2 separate regions of the Xenopus laevis genome follow, and region 1 is linked to region 2. A link is a contact called in public Hi-C data. All regions are on one chromosome and are shown on one strand. The core of a region is the stretch at or near the end of the contact, and the rest is flanking DNA. Distances in the headings are between cores, read along the strand shown. Region 1 has its middle 29 kb from the start of faim2.S. Region 2 has its middle 27 kb from the start of krt8.1.S.

Region 1 (4,550 bases), core at 1,335-3,834, 390 kb before region 2:
CTTTTATAGGCGCATTATAGCTAGCGTGATGATGTCAGCGCGCAATGGTGCCAAATTCAAAAAGTATTAAAAGGGACTTCAGCATTGAATTTATTGCCCGTTGTTAGGTTCATCTCTTAGAGTTCCTGGGTGCTATTTTGTCTGCTCCTGTTATCTGATTCCTGTTTTGAGCCCTGCTTTCCTGACTAATCTGTATTCTGTGATCCTGACCTTGGCCTGTTACCCGACTATTCTGAATTCTGTAATCCGACCCGTGCCTGTTTGACTCTTCTAATTGATCTTCTCGTTTTGACCCTTGCCTGTACGACTTCGCTTGTATTCTGCCAGCACCAACCAGGCCTGGTTTGACTACACTCTGTTCCTTGAACAGACCTTCTGCCCAAAAAGACTTTGCTAACGATCATGTCCCTCTGCTCGTCCAGAACCCTTAGCTTGGCTCCTCTCTTAATAAGACCTGGCGGCATCCAATTAGACGAGGGCTCCTCCCGAGATGAAAGGCGGCTGTTAAAGGTGGAAGCAAGAGCCGAGACCAGGGAACCTAGCATTGGTTCTGGATTTTGGGTACCGACCGTGACAATAGGGCAGGCAGAGCATGGCACACACAGGGAGCATGGGGAAGGCAGAGAATGGCATACACAGGGAGCATGGGGAAGGCAGAGAATGGCATACACAGGGAGCATGGGGAAGGCAGAGAATGGCACACACAGGGAGCACAGGGAATGCAGAGTATGGCACTCATAGGGAGCATAGGGAAGGCAGAATATAGCAGGAGACAGGAAAACCTATCAGGACTCTAAGATGAACAGTTGATACTGTTCTACATACAGTGACACAGTGCTGGTGCCCCTTCAGCAGTTTGTCTGAGTGTGAACAGGTGAACAATGGGGGCAGTTTCAGTCTGGGTCTGAGGTGTGAACAGTAAAGGGTTTAAGGAGTGTGAACAATAGAGGTGTTACAGGTGTCTACAATACAGGGGTGAATTTGAGGTGTAAACAATGAAGGGCCAATTAATCTCAGTACTGATAATTTAAATGTTACACAAGGTAAGCAATCACAACAGACAGACATTCATGTGGGGGCACACAAGGCTGGGGGGGGGTCACGGGTCGCATCTGGCCCACGGGCTGCCATTTGGACTGTTGTGCTGTCAGTAGGGAGAATAAGAAAAAAAAGTTTTGTCACCTGCTTTTATTTTAGGCCAAGGTACAGAATAGTGGTCCTATGAACAACACAAGTGTCAGACCATAGTATAAAAATTTACTGTGTTTTTCCCAATTCTATAGCTTTTAGTTTCTTTGTGGGGGCTTTTGTTTGTTAATTTTGATTGTACCTGGGTCGCCAGACAGCCCTGCTATAGGCTAAAGCTCAACCTCTGGGAATTAAAGCACAACCAAGGCAAATGCTGAAGAGCTACTGATTACAGACTGGTTTGCCCTTATTGGGGCTCATCAGAATAGTGCAGAGCTGGGGAATGGGATCCATACAAATTTTACCTTCAACTGAAAGAAGTAGTAGTTTGTACCAGTATCACGATAGGGCTCCTGCGCCACAGCTTCTGTCCCGAAATAGAAGCGATGCAAATACCAAGTCTTTTAAGTTGTGGACAAACATGAACAAGGTTTTTTTATTCACAACATGTTTCGAGCTAAAGTGGCTCTTTTTCAAGTGTTAATCAGTGCACTTTACAAACAGGTTTTTAAATCCATATACACTCCACCCCCTTAGCGTGATAGGTTACTAAAACCGTTAACTCATCGAGGTCACTGCAGTGGGGATTTGTTAGCCTGGCCTCATATCATATAATGTAATCAGTGTAACTGTGGTGCTTATAGTCCAGTGTAGTAAAAAATCCAAATAGTCCAATAGCCAATAAAACCATAAAAATGGTAGGTTACACTTTACCCCCTGTACTGCTTTTCAGCCCACTGCAGTGACCTCGGTGAGTTAATGTTTTTAGTAACCTATCACGCCAAGGGGGTGGAGTGTATATGGATTTAAAAACCTGTTTGTAATGTGCACTGATTAGCACTTGAAAAAGAGCCACTTTAGCTCGAAACATGTTGTGAATAAAAAAAACCTTGCAGCACAGTTTCTGCGGTTTTATGTTCCTGTTTGTCCACAACTTTAAAGATTTGGCAAATTTTACCTTCTAAGCTGTGCAGATGCTGATTAGGAAACTACACTACACTGATGTGGATTACCATCCATAATTCCCCTCATTACTGATGTGCCTCACATGGGGGTGCTAGTGATTCATCTTCTAACCAAATAAATGAGCCACCGCCCTGTAGCCAAGTGTCTTCAGAATTTTTTTTTCTCTCAAGAAGTAGTAATTCGTGTCATGTTAAGAAATGCATTTGTGATGAGAAATACGTGAAGTATTTGGCTCAAGGATCTTATTGAGGTAGGGTATTGGCAATCAAACAAGGCCGAGCCTATATGCTTTTATAGGTATTATACACACATAAGCCTTGTAATTGAACACGTTTGTGTGTACTTGTTGCCATTAGACTTCCATTTACAGCTTTCCAGAGGGAGTTCTCCTGTACAGTTAAAAGTGCAGATTATAGGGGAAGAATTTGCACCAACAGCTTCATGGCTGGCATTTCCCAAAGCTGCACATTCAGCTCCAAACAACAAGGCCTGCCTGCTCTATAGCCACTTGCATAACTGCTTTTCTCACTAATGTTCCCTTCTCTATAGGGAATGTGTCTCACACTTGTCACCTTCTAAGCACCTCATTGTCACCATGCGTGCCCAGGCTTGTACTGGGAGTGTAAAGCTTCCTATTCAGTGGCTCAAACCATTAGAGGTATCTGTCTCTACCTCTGCGCACAAATACCAGCAAAGAATTGTACCTTATTCAGATGCCCCTTGTGTATGTTGATATTTTGTACAATGAGTTTGCACAAGCAATATCCTGACATTTAGACATATCAGAAAAGGGGGTTTGGAATTTGCAAGGAATGCCAGGAAATATTTCCATGCAAAATCTGGGGCAAGCATGGGCACCAAGCAGGCGTTTAGTAAACCTTGTGAGACAACGTAAGTAGCATGAATGCGATAATAGGTGTTAATTGTATATGCTCACCAGAATATTTGCAATGACAGAAGTGCTCGCAGTAAACTTGCTCTTGAGGATTTTCTGGCGTTTTTTCTGGCGCAGGCTATTATTGCTGCTAAATGCACCTTAGTAAACTGACGCCAGAGACCCAAACAGGCCAGATAAATAGTGAATGTTTATGGCATTTTACAGAAGCCCATCCGGGACTTGCCAGAATCTACAGATTGTCAGTGTGGGCCTGCTGACTAGTGATAGGCGAATTTGTCCAGTTTCGCTTCACCACAATTTTTGCGCATTTTGCGAAATCCACGAAACTGGCGAAAAATTCAAGAAACGTAAATTTTGATGTGGGCACACATTTTGACGCGTCGGAACTGTTTCCTGGAGTCGAAAAAACTTTGATGCCGGCGTCTAAACAATTGCATGCGTCAAAATTTTTAGATGCCAGCGACTTTTTGCCAGAAAATCTTCTCGGCAAATTCACGATTTTCGACCATCACTACTGCTGACTCTCTCAAGACACATGAGACTGAGGCAAACACAACAATGACCCGTATAATAGTACCAATCCCTTGTGCCAGCTTCAGCTAATAAAGGAGAAGGAAAACTGCCGAAGCAGCTTATTGCCAATAGATTAGCCACAATAGTGCAAGCTATAACACTATATTTATTCTATAGAATACTTTACCATACCTGAGTAACCAGCTCTAAAAACTCTCTATGTTTTTTTAGGATAGCAGCTGCCATATTAGCTTGGCGTGAAATCACTTCCTGCCTCTCCCTGCTCTCTCATAGTTCTGGGCTCAGATTACAGCAGGGAGGGGAGGAGGGAGGGGAAGAAGAGGGAAGGGGAGAGGAGCAAACTGAGCATGCTCAAGCTAACGCCCTGGAGGTTTAAAAGGCAGGAAGTCTGATACAGAAGCCCATATGTACACAATAGAAGGAAAGAAATTTGGTATTTCTTTTGACAGAGGACTCAGAGCAGCATTACAGCATTGAGGGTTTACTTGTGTATTTATACAGACCTTTCTGATAAAGCTTACTTAGTTTTAGCCTTTCTCCTTTAATAATATATGTATTCCTCAAGCAGACTACAGGTCTGGCCACTATCAACCAATTAGCAGGCAGCATTTACTGAGCACCTGTTTATAAGCAAACCTCTTATTGGTTGCTATGGGTAACTGCCTCATGGCAAACTTTGTGCCTTTTATTACATATGGGGGGAATCTGATCCAGCAGCACATTCAGAGCTGTAATATTGAGGCCAGTCCCTGCCTTTATTGTTACAGAATCCTTCCAGCTGGCAAGGTTGGGTGTGTCTCTGCTGTGGAGCTTTGCAGGAAATAGAAGGGGCCGATCAGGTTTCCTCTAGCGCCTGGGCCAAAACTGTAGCAGTCTCTGTTAGTGTGTCAGGGTGGGGCTGGGGAAAAGAACTATGTGCAAAGTAAGTATATAGGAATGGCACCAGCTGAGGAAATAGGATGAA
Region 2 (4,640 bases), core at 464-2,963:
CGCTATAGGCCAAGCGGAGTTAAGATCGACTAGTATTAGTATGGTGTCCTTGTCAAATGGATATTAAACTGTATGCCCTGCTTAATACTTGCAAATGGTTGAGAAATCAAACCTGAAATATGCATATACACACTGTGCTGTATAGGCACTATATGCTGCTTGTCACTTAACTATCCTTATATTAAGGGAACTGTTTTATTCATGTATGCATAGTAGTGTGCATGTATTCTATTGTGTGTGCACTGTACAGGTATGGGATCCATTATTCGGAAAGCAGTTATCCAGAAAGTTCCAAATTACGGAAAGGCCGTCTTCCATAGACTTTATTTTATCAATAGTCAAAATTTTTAAAAAGTATTCCCTTTTTCAGTCTAATAATAATAAAGTACCTTGTACTTGATCCTAACTAAGATTTAATTCGTTTTTACTGGAAGCAAAACCGGCCTGTTGGGTTCATTTAATGTTTATAGGATTTTCTAGAAGACTTAAGATATGAAGATCCAAATTACAGAAAGATCCATTATCTAGAAAGCCCCAGGTCCCAAGCATTCTTGATAACTGGTCCCACACCTGTATTGTGTGTGCATTGTATTATGTATATATGGTTTTGTGTATGAGCGGTGGCATTCCAGTAGCATAGTTTTCCCTAGCTTCCAATCCTGCAGCTTCCAGTGGACTTTCATGGAAAGTACCTAACACTAGTAGTACAGACAGTTCTTGGCTGCACAAATATGCATTTAAGTTTTTCTGGCTGAGAACCATCTGTACAAGTGGGAGATGGCAATTGCAGCGCTTGGCTATACCATGTATACAATGTACCGAACCAGAACCAGCCTATTGTGTGTATTTAATGTTTAAATGATTTTCTAGTAGACTTAAGGTGTTTACAGAAATATCCATTATCCAGACAACCCCATGTCCTGAGCATTCTGGATAACAGGTCCCATAACTCTACTGTTTATACCACTATACCAAATGGCATGGACAGAAGGGGCCATTTTTTGGCATGGGGTAGGGTACAAATTGTATGTATGTATGTATGTATATTTTTTGTATGTATATTTTTTTTGTATAGTGTTCCTTGAGGGCAAAGCACTGTACAGCAAAACAATAAATTAGTAGTAACAAACAAGGGGTCATTGGAATAAAAAGTAATAATAAGTGCATTATTAGAATACAATTCACATAAATATAAAATATAATTACAATACAGATTAAGTGCTCGGTGTCAAGGAAACAAAAGGCTAGAGGACCCTACCCCGTAGGGCTTACAGTCTAAATGGGAGGGTAACATACAGGCACAGTTCGGAGGGGTATTAAAGTGCTGTAGGTTAAAATTGTAAAAAGTACATATCTGTGCACTCGGAATACAAGACCTGCCTGGTTTGCAGAATTGTGTTCATCTATTTACAGTTGGGCTAGAGATGCCACCTGTCCGGTATATTAAAATTAGCCGTTAAAAATTATGGTTGTTCCCAATGTTATTCATACGGAATTAAATAAGCCGGTATTTTTTTCCGGAAAAGGTGGCAACCTTAATTTGGGCTGGTGTAGACATGTAGGCCTACCCTATGGAAAGCCATAAGCACAAGGCTACCCTGAATCCCCCAGAGTTTCCTTCTGCTCCTAAATCCTGTGTGAGGTACAGAGGGAGGGAGGTATGCTCTGGGCAAAGTGCTTAATGAATGGCCAGACATTTTACAATCTCTCATTTCTTAGCTTCAAGAATACTACCTGTGTTCTGATCTTTCCCTATAATTTGCTGTCCTCTAGTGTTCGACTGCTGATAATGACTTTTTATGATTGCAGTGAACTGTGCACATTGGGAAGTAAATCTCTGTACTGCCGTCCCTGCGACAAGGAGCACTAATAGTGCTCATTTACATTGGACTTGTGGACCAGAGTGCTAAGCTACTAAGGTGCAGAGCAAAATCTGAAGGTCAGGTAATTGAAGTCACTGTTAGGGGACATAAGGGGGGGCATCTATGTAGACCCCCCCACCTGCCTCTCATGAATACAGCCTGGTATAGACCTTTGGCTATTCTGCAAAGTGTAAGGTAGGATGCAACTAGGGTTGCCACCTGGCAGGTAAAAATGATGGTTGATCCCAATGTTATTAATAAGGAAAAAAGATAAATATATAGGAAGGCCGGTATTTTTTTCCAGAAAAGGTGGCAACCCTAGCTGCAACTAGCATGGTGTCTAGTTGTGAGGCACATGCATGGGCACAAGTAAAGGCTAATGAATTGATTCTGGAAGATGTAATGTAAAGGAGAACTAAACCCTTTTCAATTAATGTGGCTAAAAATGTCATATTTTATATACTGAACTTATTGCACCAGCCTAAAGTCTCAGCTTGTCAATAGCAGCAATGATCCAGGACTTCAAACTTGTCACAGGGGGGTCACCGTCTTGGAAAGTGTCTGTGACACTCACATGCTCAGTGGGCTCTGAGCAGCTGTTGAGAAGCTAAGCTTAGGGGTTGTCGCAATGAGGTTTGTTTGATGATGCAAGGCTGATTATTAAATTCTGTTTCCTGTGCTGCCATGTAGTTATTATCTCTACTAATTCCTAATCAGCCTTATATTGTGACATTTCTATTCTATGTGTACTGTATATTGTGAGTGGTTCCCTAAGCTCAGTAAGTGACAGCAGCACAGAGCATGTGCAGTGAATCAGCAGAAAAAAGATGGGGAGCTACAGGGGCATCTTTGGAGACACAGATCTTTACTGCTAAAGTGTTGTGGTTGCCTAGGGCTGGTAGAGAAACCCAAAACATTATGTACAACATTTCTAGCCTACTTCTTCAGTTAAGCTTTAGTTCTCCTTTAACAACAGCAGGAGTGTTACAGTTTGTTTTCATATATAGAGCCCCTTATCCCTCTTGACCCACAACCCACCCCTAAATATTTTGCCCTGGCCACCACTTAAAGTAACTATGACCACTCCAAGTGGGCTTTATCACAGATCTAATGTTAAATTGGAGTAAAATGTTAATTTATGGCAATCATTAAATGCTTATGCTCAATCTTCTGATGATGAAGTTGTTAAAAAGTTGGCGTGTATTAAGTATGCATGTGACACCTGCTGGTGGTTTGATATTATTACATGTGCCATTCCACACCAGAAGTTTTTTAGTGGTGGACGTTGGGGTGAATGTGGCGAGGAGCAGATGGGGGTTGGCGATTGCCTTGGACAACCAAAGCTTTTAAACCAGCTCTGGATCTTGATTGTAAACCCAGATCATCTCTAAATAATAATAATAGTAAAGCATATTCAAGGTATATCTGTACAGGTGACACTACGATCTCTAATTTGCTTTTTTGGGGGCACCAAAAATCAGCTGAGCTTCAGGATTATGCATAAACATCAATAAAGCCTAAACGAGTTTAAGTGTTCATATATGGTATCAATGTTAAAGGGATAGTGTCACCTTTAAATTAACTGTTCATATAACAGTGATCTAATGAGACAATTTGTAATTTGTCTTAATTTTGTATCTCTTGCTTTAATTCCCAGGTCGCTACTCTAACACTGGTGACACCAGCACCAAATACAGGCCTAAATATGCATTTTACAAGTTTAATTGATCAGTAACATAAAGACAGAAGCATGCGAAGCCACTCATTATAAGTTACAAGAATCCTAGAAGAAAGTGTATAAAGTACTCAGCGCTGCTCACTTGGGCACATAAACACAGACAAGGGAAAATTAAGATCAATGTGCTTTAAATAGGCAGAACTTGAAGCTTTAAGAGTCTGGAGGGGCAGATCATGGTGCAGGTATCGTGGGAAAGAGCTGAGGATTAAGTCTGGAAAGAACAACAGGGCCAGGATCCAAATAGGACGGTTGGGAATTTCAGTAAGAGAGGTTTAACCATATCAGTGGCTGATGGGGATCCCCATGTGCTGAACATAGAGTTTTATTTGGCACCTAAGACAGTCAAAAATGTTTTTACATATTGTAAGAGAAAGGGCCCAACAGTCACATTTAAAGGAGAACTATAATAAAAACATAAAACTGTAATTTAAACTTTATCTCGTGGGAAAAGGAAACTGTTTTTCAGACAGTAACTCTAATATCTAATGTCTAGGCAAAGTGAACACACACCAATGTATTAAACCAAACTATCAATCACAGTCTGATTCCGACTCCGAATAAAGAGGGACAGATTGCTGAGAGGGGGATACTGAAAGTTCAGTCTTTCAGAAATGGTAAATAATATTTGATTATATTTAGTTCCTAATTTCAATGAGATGGAACTGATATTCAATTTGTTTTTTGTGATAGTTACCCTTCAAGTGAATTTTTTTATGATCTTCATCCAGAAGGTGGTAAATACAAGAAAATCTACATCGAAAGACAGATAAAATGATGCAATATCAAACATAGAGACATCTTAAATGTTGAAATGTGAGCAAATAGGCCCTTTACCGTCAGCCTTATAATTGTAGTAGGAATCTTTATAATGACAACAGAATGCTTCGTTTATATTAATGGGCTGAAGGTAATGGGCTGAGACTGCTTTGGAACTTATTTCTATAGCACTTATTTCTGCTCACACATACGTATTTTATATTGGATATATCACTGGGGTGTGTTTTGTATAATGGAAGCTTATAAATGAGAGGCAATTTAGA

The links. A called contact is a pair of places that touch in the nucleus more often than the background predicts.
Region 1: a Hi-C map of the XTC cell line shows a contact between it and region 2, with 4 times the contacts expected there. The contact joins two enhancer-like sites. A contact is called at or near these places in 2 of 4 Hi-C or Micro-C datasets (the XL177 cell line and the XTC cell line).

Annotation. Positions count from the first base shown.
Region 1 is chr2S:139,792,910-139,797,459 of Xenopus_laevis_v10.1, reverse strand. No RefSeq gene overlaps it. Among protein-coding and RNA genes, the nearest start is that of faim2.S, 29 kb to the left of the region's middle. Within about 2 kb of position 2,584, at least 3 of the 7 cell types and tissues checked have an H3K27ac peak or open chromatin away from gene starts, as enhancers often do.
Region 2 is chr2S:139,401,879-139,406,518 of Xenopus_laevis_v10.1, reverse strand. No RefSeq gene overlaps it. Among protein-coding and RNA genes, the nearest start is that of krt8.1.S, 27 kb to the right of the region's middle. Within about 2 kb of position 1,713, at least 1 of the 7 cell types and tissues checked has an H3K27ac peak or open chromatin away from gene starts, as enhancers often do.